Linked DNA regions of Anser cygnoides: region 1 is linked to region 2. A link is a contact called in public Hi-C data. All regions are on one chromosome and are shown on one strand. Each heading gives the region's core, a stretch centred on a gene start, on an enhancer-like site or on the middle of the called end of the contact. The rest is flanking DNA. Distances are from core to core; before and after follow the strand shown. Region 1 overlaps FNIP1 (folliculin interacting protein 1). Region 2 holds the start of FNIP1 (folliculin interacting protein 1).

Evidence for each region. A called contact is a pair of places that touch in the nucleus more often than the background predicts.
Region 1: a contact with region 2 is called in a Hi-C map of liver, with 3 times the contacts expected there. The contact joins the enhancer-like site here to the promoter of FNIP1 in region 2. A contact is called at or near these places in 6 of 7 Hi-C or Micro-C datasets (blood, fetal liver, granulosa cells and 1 more).

Annotation. Positions count from the first base shown.
Region 1 is chr14:2,204,153-2,209,746 of Taihu_goose_T2T_genome, reverse strand. It overlaps FNIP1 (folliculin interacting protein 1), which reads right to left. Exons shown (of 18, transcript XM_066977036.1): 11 at 5,008-5,093. Among named protein-coding and RNA genes, the nearest start is that of RAPGEF6, 26 kb to the left of the region's middle. Within about 2 kb of position 1,301, at least 2 of the 3 cell types and tissues checked have open chromatin away from gene starts, as enhancers often do. A contact at or near this core is called in liver, where this site is marked.
Region 2 is chr14:2,153,548-2,158,398 of Taihu_goose_T2T_genome, reverse strand. It overlaps FNIP1 (folliculin interacting protein 1), which reads right to left and starts at 3,229. Exons shown (of 18, transcript XM_066977036.1): 1 at 3,060-3,229. The coding sequence starts at 3,148.

The sequences.
Region 1 (5,594 bases), core at 52-2,551, 53 kb before region 2:
CCCACATCCTTTTTGACTTCAGAGAAAACAGTAAATGTATGATTAAAACTCTGGTTTTGCAGCGAAATACCAGGTTAAACCCCCTCAGATTACTGCTAAACTCCTGATCTAAACCAAATTATGGTTTTGCTCTAAGCACAACGCCTGCATTACGACACTACGCGGAGCTAGGTTTTCATCACACTAAAAATATAAGCCTCAAAAAAAAAAATCCACCAAAGGAAATGGCTGATCGATTCAGGTTTCTGCCCACCTCATGTACTGCTTTTTCTGGAGGAGAGACTTTTGCTTTACAGGACATGGGTTTATGTCTAGGAACACCCCTGATTTATACAGATCCTCTCTGGACATGCTGGCCTAAAACTCACAGACACTTCCAGAACCGAAGCAATGGCTGTGCACGGCAGGCAGGCAAACACTCTCGAGCAGCAGCTGCCAAACCTTCGGTGGCTGAGCGCTTAAAGTGAAAGCCTGCAGGAAGCAGAGCCCCGCGCACCGAGGCTGCGGCAGGACGGGACAGCGCGAGGAGGGCAGGCGGCCCCTGCCTGCTCGGGGAGAGAGAGGCTGGGCCCTTCTCTGCCTTCTTTTTTTTTTTTAGCATTTTTCGTTAAAAACATCACCACACTACGTGCTGACAACAGTCAAAATCAGCCCGGTCTTCCTTACAAGCCGGATTTTCTGACAGCTTCCCACCGGAGCAGGAGGAGAGGCAGGGAACCCCCTGGGCTGGCTGGGGAGGGGGAAGCCGAGGCCAGGGTCGCATCCAGCAGCCCCCCAGCACCCGGCTCAGCACCGGGCACGGGCTGGGAACGCAGCGCCTTGGTAGCAGAGAGCTGGGGCTGGAGATGGGATTACCGAGAGAAAGCTTTCTGTTCACAGCCCATTAACTGGAGCGGAGGGTAAGGAGGCCCTAATAAAGGGAGAAACCCCAAGACTGGGAATTTCAGAGCTGGACGAGTTTCAAAGCCCCAGACAAGTATCAAAATGTACACTGCAGACGCAGCTGACCAGAGAAGCTGAAGATAAATGAAACAACTCAACCTAAAATAAAGCTCGTTTCTGCTTCCTATGCAAACTAACCGCGCCGAGCCTCTTGCAGCAGGCAGCTCCGCTGTTTGGAAAAAAAGAAACTACTTCTAAACTAAACCCAACATATTAAAATATTTGTTTTCGTTGAAAAGATAGACCGGGTCTTGTGATTCGTTATTTACTATTCTGGTAACCCTGGCTGCATCTGCAGCTGATAGTGTTTCCTCAGCGCGAGATCAGATTGCACTGGCGGGCGGCCAGCAGGCATGTGACTGCAGCGCAGGGAACCCTCGCTGCCGAGCAGCCTCGGCACACACCAAGGGCAAGGATTAATGCCTTCCAGCTCCGCGAGCACGCAGGGAAACGCTCTCCTTCGGCTGTTAAAAAAAAAAAAAAAAGGCAAAAAAAACCCAAACAACAAACAAAACAGAAAAATACAAAAAAAAAAAAACAAATAAAATAAAAAACCACACTGCAGGGACGCTAACCAGATTAAAACCCGCTAGCAATTAAAACTGAAGCCGACCCCCCCGACCATCTGCAGCAGCAGCCCCCTCCCCCAGCCGTGCTCCAGCACCCCCCGTCCCCGTGCACACAGGAGACCCTGCTCTCGCGGGGGCTGCGGCGCATTAAGAACGGTTGAAATTTGGACATGCTTCAGGGAGGCTGAACCCAGCACGGGCAGGAGCGAGGGCTGGTGGCGCGCAGGGGCCGGGGGGCTCCTCAGGAAGCACCGCTACACCTAGCAGACCTCGCAGCTCAGCACCAACCGGCCGAATGAAAACAAGGCCTAAAGAACCTCCTCCCGGCAGCCCCCTGGGGTTTCACATGCCCTGCGGGTGCAGATGGCTGGGAGGCGAGCGGCACAGCCCAGCCCAGCCCAGCCCTGCTGCCAGGCGCGGGTCAGCTGCTGCCGCTCGGCTTCCTGCTGCGCCCGCTGGTGCGGGACGGCCCTGCCGGTGCTGTAGGACCCACGAGGCAGGAGCCGGTGGATGCGGTGGCCGGTGGCTCTCTGCAGCTCCCCGTCCCCACCAGCACAGCGCTGCTGCCCCCGGCACGGTGCTGAGAGCTGCTCTGCTACCTACCGCTTGCGACGTCGTGACAAAGCCAAGCATCGCTTTGGGTATTGCTTCCAAAGCGAAAACACAACGGTGGTTTATAACATAGACCGGCTGTGAATTTGCTCGCTACCCTCCTGCCCTCGATTTTCTCCCCCTTTTTTTTTCCCCCTCTCAAAAATGAAGCCAACATGGAGCACAGGAACAGGGCTACCCCTAAGGGCTCTGCTGCCAGCGCTGCCCAGCAAAACCCACCACTGTTCGCAGCACCATAAGCTGCTTAAAAATTACTGGCATAAAATAAGATCAAACGTGGCTGCCAGAAAGTGGAGAAAGGTGTTTCCCTAGGCCTGCGTTCAGGGCTTCCTTGCCAGTCTGCGTCTCTGCCACGCAGGTATGAGCCTGCTGCACGCACAGTGTTATCGGAGTGTGGCACTGGGCTCAGGGACCAGGGGAGCTGCAATATTTATTTCATCAGTCATGTGTCTGCACATCTGACATCCAAAGAGTTTTAAGCCTTTAAGTCAAGTGTTACTAGCTAAATCCATCGCTGCTTTACAAAGTGAAAAGTGTCGCAAAACGACTCATGGCGCAAGGGTGGGCCTGGGGCCGGGCACCGCGCTGATGGCAAACGTGGCGATAGCATCGATTTGTGGAAGCAGCCTAGGCCTTTCAGGGAAAGCAGCTGTGTTTTCCTTTTTCCTTTGAAATTCCATTTTCAAAAAAAAAAAGTTCTCCTTCCAAAGGGGAAAAAAAAAAAACAGAACACCTGCAAGGAGTTAAAGCAGCACAGGATTATGTTTTAGAAACACCAACCCACTGCAGTCAGCACCCTTCTTCCCTCCAGCGGAATTTGCTTAAGAGGGTAGAAATCAACACAAGTCTCAGGTTCACCAAAGGACTCGGGCTCCTGACTTCCCCGTGACTTCAGTGGGAACGCAGACGCCTAAAGAGATAATAGTGGCCTAAATGGGTTTGCTGAACCCGTGCCAAAACAACTTCGCATCCAGCCTCTGGTATTTAAATACGCCTTTTTTTCTTACTATAGGCATATTGCTTTGCTTTGAAAGGCTCCTGCACGGTACAGGAAGGCTTTCCTATCGGTACGAGAAGGCTTTCCTCTCGGCGAGCAGGGCTCGGGGCCGTATCAGCCTGCGGGACCAGCCGGGGGCACCGGCTGCCTGCCCGCCTCCCAGCGCGCTCCGTCAAAAAACAGAATCGCCCAAGTCCGCCGCCCCGGGAAATCCATTTATACAAAATTAAACCGGGTTTAATTTACCTCACTACGCTATTAAAGAGTAATATTTGTATAGCCATGGAAACCTCTGCACCAAGTGGCAGTTACACACGTGCTCCCAGCGCGGGTTACGCAACGGCCGGGTCATGCGCGGGACCGCATCCTACAACGCTCGGCGAGACAAGACAGCCGACCCTGGGCCCTGGAGGGCATGGATGGGACAGCACACGGGACGTTACCTCCCTGCCCTGCAGGGCACAGCCCCGTGAACCTCCCTTCGAGGAGGAAAAAGCCAGCACGGTGTTTTCAGACTCATTTTTCCTGCTTTTGACTCTGGACACAATGCCCCCTCCACCACCCCGAGAGCGCTTAGCTGGGAAGGAAAAGAAGGGACAAAGTCCACCGAATGTATCTGGGGGGGGGGGGGGGGATGATCTGGGGGAAGTTTTGGGAAAACAGCTGGGCAGATGGTGTTATCAGGGGATGGGAATGCAAAGAAATTGCTCGGGGTGAGAAGGGGGAGGAGAGGAAGAAGAGAACCGGGAGGGGCAGCAGAGAAGCCCGTGGCTGCTCAGAGTTGCTTAACCCGTCCCAGGCCCCCTGGGCAGAGTCTGCGGCTCTCAAAAAGTCTCGAGCTCCCTCTGCTCTGGTTCTTGGCACAGCTCATCCCATCCCGTTCTTGCTGCGGGCCCACGTGCTCTCTGCCTTGCCTCCTGTCCCTGCCGAACACATCCTGTGCCCTCCCTCCACACTTCCCTGGGGGGAGGTTCTAAAAATAAGAAAAAAAACACTGTGCCTTCCTCCTGCAACACCACCTATTTCATGGCATCCAGGTAGCATGCAGCACTACAGAAAAATGAGTGAGAACGTTAAGTAAAATGCATCCTGATGGCAATTTTCTTTGTAAAGCATCAGAGCCTTGTCTTGTGTCATGTCTTTAAGAAGTAGCTCGATGCTGGTTGTAAAAGGAGGCACGCTGCCACTCCCATCTGAGAGGAGATGAATCACTTGAAACAGACGGATTTCATTTTATTTCCCTCCCCATTACTTAAACTATGGAAAGAACACACAGTTAAATGCCAGGGATGTGCTTATCTGCATTACTTTGTATATTAACTGCTGAACAGAGACTCTCTGCAGGTACTGATAGCAAGCGATTACAGTAGTGCATTTTGCTGTGTGAAGATGATAGTCCTCCTTCTTAGTAGCTGGTTATCTGAAACTCATTTAGAGCAAAACTTAGAGCGGGGTAAAGGTCTTGTTTTGTTCATACATCAAGAAAATATCAACTAGAGGAGGATTTCCCTAACGTGGGCTTGCAGTTATAGCCCTCTCACTGGGTCTCAGTTTAAGAGGTTGCTGGGAGCTTCATTACCACCTAATGCACACGAAACCTTGGTCACTTGTGCCCTGCTCATGCTCAGCCCTTACGGACACAAGCACTTGACAAAATCTAAAACCACAAACAGAATAGAATGGCTTGCTATCGCCAATACATTTATGGCACTTAACTTTAACAGAAGACATTGGACATCGTACTTTTCTAGAAGGTGTCAAGAACATTTTCCTTTTCAGATAAGAACTCTAAGGGCTAAAAAATCCTGCACTAAGGAGGAGGTCATTCTAAACCACTTCAGTGCTTTTGAAGAAACAGACGCAAAAGATACAAGACAAACTGCTCACCTGAATTCATTAAGGGCATCAACAATTCTGTTATATGCCAAACTCCGCTGACTGGCATCAGCTGATCTACGACTCATTTTCATAGCCTTGAAAACAATCATTAAACAGATAAGTAACACCAGACATAGTTACAGAAGCACAGAAAATGGAAAACAAAGTCATGTGCTTGACTTTATCTTTCATGGAACCAGTCATGCAAATAATTTTTTCTTAAGTGATAAAATGATGGTACAAGTGCCAACTTTCATATCTGAGGGAAGATAGGTGAGGCACATGCATTTGCAGCCTCTGATTCTTCAGTGCTTTTCATCATTCGAGGCATAAAAGAGGTCAAAGTTTTTATTGCAGTGGTGAAGTAACCACTAAGTATTTCCTAGAAGAAAGATTTGAAGCAAATCTAACCACATGTTTGAAAGTTTCCTACACATCAGAATCAGGGGCTTAAAACAAAAAGGAAAAAAAAAGCAAAGGGAAAGTGAGAAGCTGATATTTATTTACTCTGGAATATCCTAGAGATAGGCTCTTATCCTGTAATCCACAATGCTCAGATACAGCTGAAGCAGGGAGGTAAAGGTGGCCTTAAAAGC
Region 2 (4,851 bases), core at 1,980-4,479:
TACACCTTACAGCTTAAGGGGTTGTCTCTTCTCTAGAACACTTGCAGGTGTTCCTTGTAAACATATTTTACTACTAAAACTTTGAATGTTTTTGCTCTTCCTGTGAGTGCCTCACTGTGCAGAGACATTTCAGTGTATGGACCAAGTCTGCCAACTGTCCTCAGCCAAGCTGAAGGGCTGAACTACCAACATGCAGTGGATCTGTTGTGACTTCCTGACAGCGCTTCCGTAACATAAATGGCTCGTGCATGTGGGGAAAAAAGACCACAAACTGGGACATCACCAAATACTTCACAGTTGCTAACTCACTGGTCCCATCACGGAGCTGTTAACCGCTCCAGCACCTAGCTCTGAAGGACCTCCGGTTTGGCTGGACTCTCTCTCAACACCCATCACGGACAGAAAGATTCTAAGCAGGAAAAAAGATAGTAAAGAAAATACTTTGCCCCTGAAAAGCATTATGTTATTTCTGAAATAACGTAAGTAAGTTCAGGTAAGTAGAATTTATGCCCTAGTAAATTTTCACAATAAGCCTGAATGAAATGCAAAGTATATTCACAGACAAAAAAAAAAAAGCATCAAAATCATCCTTATATGTTTTGCTATACTGATACCATGCCAGAGTAGCTAGATTTCTCTCTTTAACATATTAATCCCTAAATATATTAAGTGAATTCATGCATTTTTTATGGGTATTCTACAGCCTCCTCAATAAGAGGACCAAGCTTTCACAGTGAAGGCAAACAACAATAACCAAGTTCACAATATTTGGAAAAAAGTTCTGTTATTTAAAACATAAGCAATAATAATATACCAACACAATCTTGTACCACTGAAATTGATGAGCGTGTTGCCCTCAGGTTTGCTGGAGACACAGGAACAGACTAAAAATCCAGAGCGCTTGCTTCCCGTCTCTGAATTCACAGCCGTAATAAGTAATGGTCTGTGTTTTGTGCATTATCCAAAAGTTTCACCAGCAACTGATAAGGCCATATATAGTGAGGATTAACTCAAGACTTATCCCCATTTGGAAAACAAAAGAAGCCATTAGGCAACATGCCTAGAGGGCATCTGTATTAGTCCTCGAAATATAATACTTGGCTCCTGTCAGAAAGAGCCAGGTCTCGCACTCCCCCCTGTCTCCGCCAGGAGAACCATCAGCCTCCTCTTGGGATTTTACACAGGTCTGCCAAAAAATAAATAACAACTGCAAATTCACTGGTTACTGGTTGACAGATCATATCACAAGGCAAAACGGCACTACGCAAGCGGAGGAGGGTGAGGCAGACAGCGTGACATATCTTTTTGAAAATTCACATCCAGTTTGGCACAGAACGGTGCATGTTAAAGAGGGAAGAAGAGACGCCTCCTTGCAGAGTACTCACTTTCGCTTCTTTCAACACAGGCGTGATCCCCACACTTCTGCCCCAGGGTCTGCATTGCAGCTGTTGAATTAACCGCCAGTCTCCATACAAATTCATCGCTACCAGAAGTCTTAACAGGGTGGAAAAGGCACGGCAATTATAGAGACCAGCCCTAGTGACCCTCCCCATCAAGGGTCCTGAGCCCAGTATTAAGCTGATTTAGAAAACTGGATGACATGGACATAATTGCAGAGTTTTGTCTCTTAAAAAATAATACAAAAAAGAAGAAAAAAAAAAAGGGACCACCTTCCAGTAAACGGCAGGGAGGCGTGGGAGCAGCTGTGACCAGTGGCTGTGGAAGGCACGCTGTCGTCGTTACAGCACCAGACCTCACGCAGCGTCCAGCCACGTTTCCTGCCTGTGTAAGGACACCACGGACCCGTCGATACCGGGATGCTTCGGTTACTGAAGTTATGCTCCTGACCACCTGAACTGCCGTCTGAAATTCTATCAGGGCAGCTACGCATGCCACCACGTAAGCTGAGCGCATCAGCCAGGTATCTCCCCTTACAGGGCAACCCAAGGGCTGGTCATCTCTGAGCCTGGTGGGTAATAAATGTCAGGACGGGATGGAGGAGTGCTTTATGACATTGGTAGAAGAGTTTCGAGACGCGCACAACTCTTACTAGCGAAGCGCGTTTGATTTGCATTCGAGTCGCAAACTTTGCACTTTAAAACGATTTTGCAGGCTACCTTTTGGCCACTCCAGCCAAGACCGGGACCGCGTCGCCTTCCAGCGCAGCAATTACCTGGCTGTGCAACAGCAGCACTTCATTTCGCAGCCACAAAAAGCTCCAGTCCCTGCCCTAACCTCTGCACCGAGCCCTGGGCGACGGCTAGGCCCTGGCGCAGGGGTGCCGAGGGAAACGTCCCCCTGCACACGAGGAATTTTGGGGGACCACCGGAACCCAGGCTGTCCCTGGCAAGGCCACCAAGGTTCAGGCCGCTGAGATGGGGGCAGATCCCGAGCAGCCCCTGGGGCTCGGGGCAGCGGGACGGGCTCTCCTGGAGAAAATACTCCCTTTTTTTTTATTTTTTTTTTTGCCTGCCGGTGTTGTGCTTGGCACCTTTCGGTGGATCCAGTTGTGTTGCGGTTAGATCACGACGAACCTCACCCGTAACCCCTACGCTTGGCTTGGCTGTAGGGGAAAACTCGGCGTTCCCAAACCCTCCCCTCCCGCACATTTTTCAGGTTGCTCCCTGCGGATCGCCAGCCGCCCGCCCGTGACAAGCGGCATGGCGCCTCCTCGCCTCCCCCCCCCCCCGGGCCCCGAGCATCCCCTGGGGAAGCCACCGAGGGCCCCACACCGGCTCCGGGGGCCTCACAGCGGCCCGGGGGGGGGTGCTGCAGGCGGCTGGGCGGCGGCGGGGCACGGGAGGGGGGCTCCGGCTCGGCGCCCCCGGCGGCGGGGGACGGAGCCCCGGGGCCAACGGAGCGGGCGGGGAGGCTGAGGGGAGCCGGGGAGCGGCGCCAGGAGGGGCCCCGCGCTGCCGGGAGAGGGCTGCGGGGGAAGGAGGGCTGCGGGGGAAGGGGCGCTGCCGCCCTTCTTCCTCCCCTCCTCCTCCTCCTCCTCCTCCTCAGCCCCTCAGCGGGCGCAGAACTTCGGGGGCGGGGGGGGGCCCCGGCCCGCTCACCTGAAGACGCAGTCGTCCCTCGCGTCCCTGGCGGGGGAGACGAGCCCGTGCTTCTTGTTGAAGAGCTTCTGGAACAGGGTGGGCGGCATCTTGGGGCCGCCGCCGCTGCCCCCCGGCCGCCGCCGCTCGCCGCCGCCGCCCGCCGCCGAGCTGCGCTGAGCGCCGTCCCCTCGCGGCTGGTTCCGCCCGCCCGCCTCCATTCGGTGTCACAGTCATATGACGGCCATTAGTCACCCGCCGCGGCCGCCAGGGGCGGGACGGGGAAGGAGCCGCGGCCCCCGAGCCCGGGAGCGCCCGGCGGGGGGGGGAACGCGGAGCCAGGCCGGGAACGCGCGGGGGAGCCCCGGGGCTCCGGCGGGGGCAGCGCGGGGCAGGGCGAGGCGCGGCCCCGCCGCCTCCCGCCCGGGGAGACGCGGCCGGGAGCCCCGCTTCCGAGCCCCTCTCAGCCCCGCAGAGGCCGTCGGAGCAGCCTTCTGCTGCTTCCCTGCGTTCTCGTCTCCTCCCTTAAAGCCCGGAGCTGCGGGACCCCAGCTCCTGCCCCCTTTCTTCTCGGCCGGCCCCGGCGTGGGGCGCAGCCCGAGGGGCCTCTCCCGCACCGCAGCCCCGACAGAAATAGCAGGGCGCTCAGCCCCAGCCCTCCGCGAGTCAGGCGACGGGAAGGAAGGTGGACCGCAGGCATTTGCATGCAGAGGAAGCCATCATAACAAATAAAACATCCGTCTGCAGAGCGGCATCGGGGACGTGATGCGCTGCGGTTGAAGCCAGAACAAACATAAGCAAAAAAAAAAAAAAAAAAGAGTTTGATAGATTTTATAAAATCAAAAGGAATTGCAGATTTTATTTATTTATTTATTTAGCAGAACTGTTTATTAATACAGCTTTAAAGGAAATGGCAACACTGGATACAGTTAACAGCCTCCTTCACTGTCTCCCTCTGTAGACACAAGACCAGCAGAAAGCTAATTAATTAAGAACTGGGTAAACAGAAGTGATTCATTGCTTTCCCTGGAAAATGGAATTAAACTAAGACATAATGTTACTATGATGTAACATTAAATTAAAATACTTTTAAACAAGGATAGTGTAGTGGGTAACACGTGCAGGGGATCGTTCTGTAGATAGATGTAACCAGCCACCTGGAGGAACTCTTGCTTTTCACCTGCTAGAAGTTGATGATGATTATAATAGAAACTAGGAATTAACGTTCAGATGCATCTTTTCCCCTTTGTTCTGTATGCAGGATACACCTGCCTGCTGCAGATATACAGACGACTGATCTTTAGGCTTTCACATGGTGAAAGAATATAATACCTTCAAAGTCAGCATAGAAATACGGTTTCAAATAAAACCTTCAAGTAGGGAATAATACAGAATCATAGAATTTGGCCAGGAAATGCAACTGAGCTTTCAACAGTTTCATAATTTACAGCACTGAAGATTCAGCTAATCTCAAGTGCATTAAAACTCAAGTTGACAGCATCCCTTTAAAATATTAATCTGTTCCCAAAGCTCCTAAATTAACAGCAAGGCATTCTGAAGCTTGGTTAACATACGTTAATCAAGGTAGCAGAGATGATGGACAGTAAGAGAAAGTGAGATAAATATGTGATTAACCATCCATTTTCCTGTAAAAACCTCCCCACGGACAAATCCTTATACCTACACAAAAAACATGAGTTTCAATTTATCTGTCCAGTCTGCATCGCCTTGGGCATCGGGCCTGGCCTGTCTTTACAGAGATTACGGACCAAGATATAGAGCCTCTTGCATATTAATGGCTTTACTCTCCAAC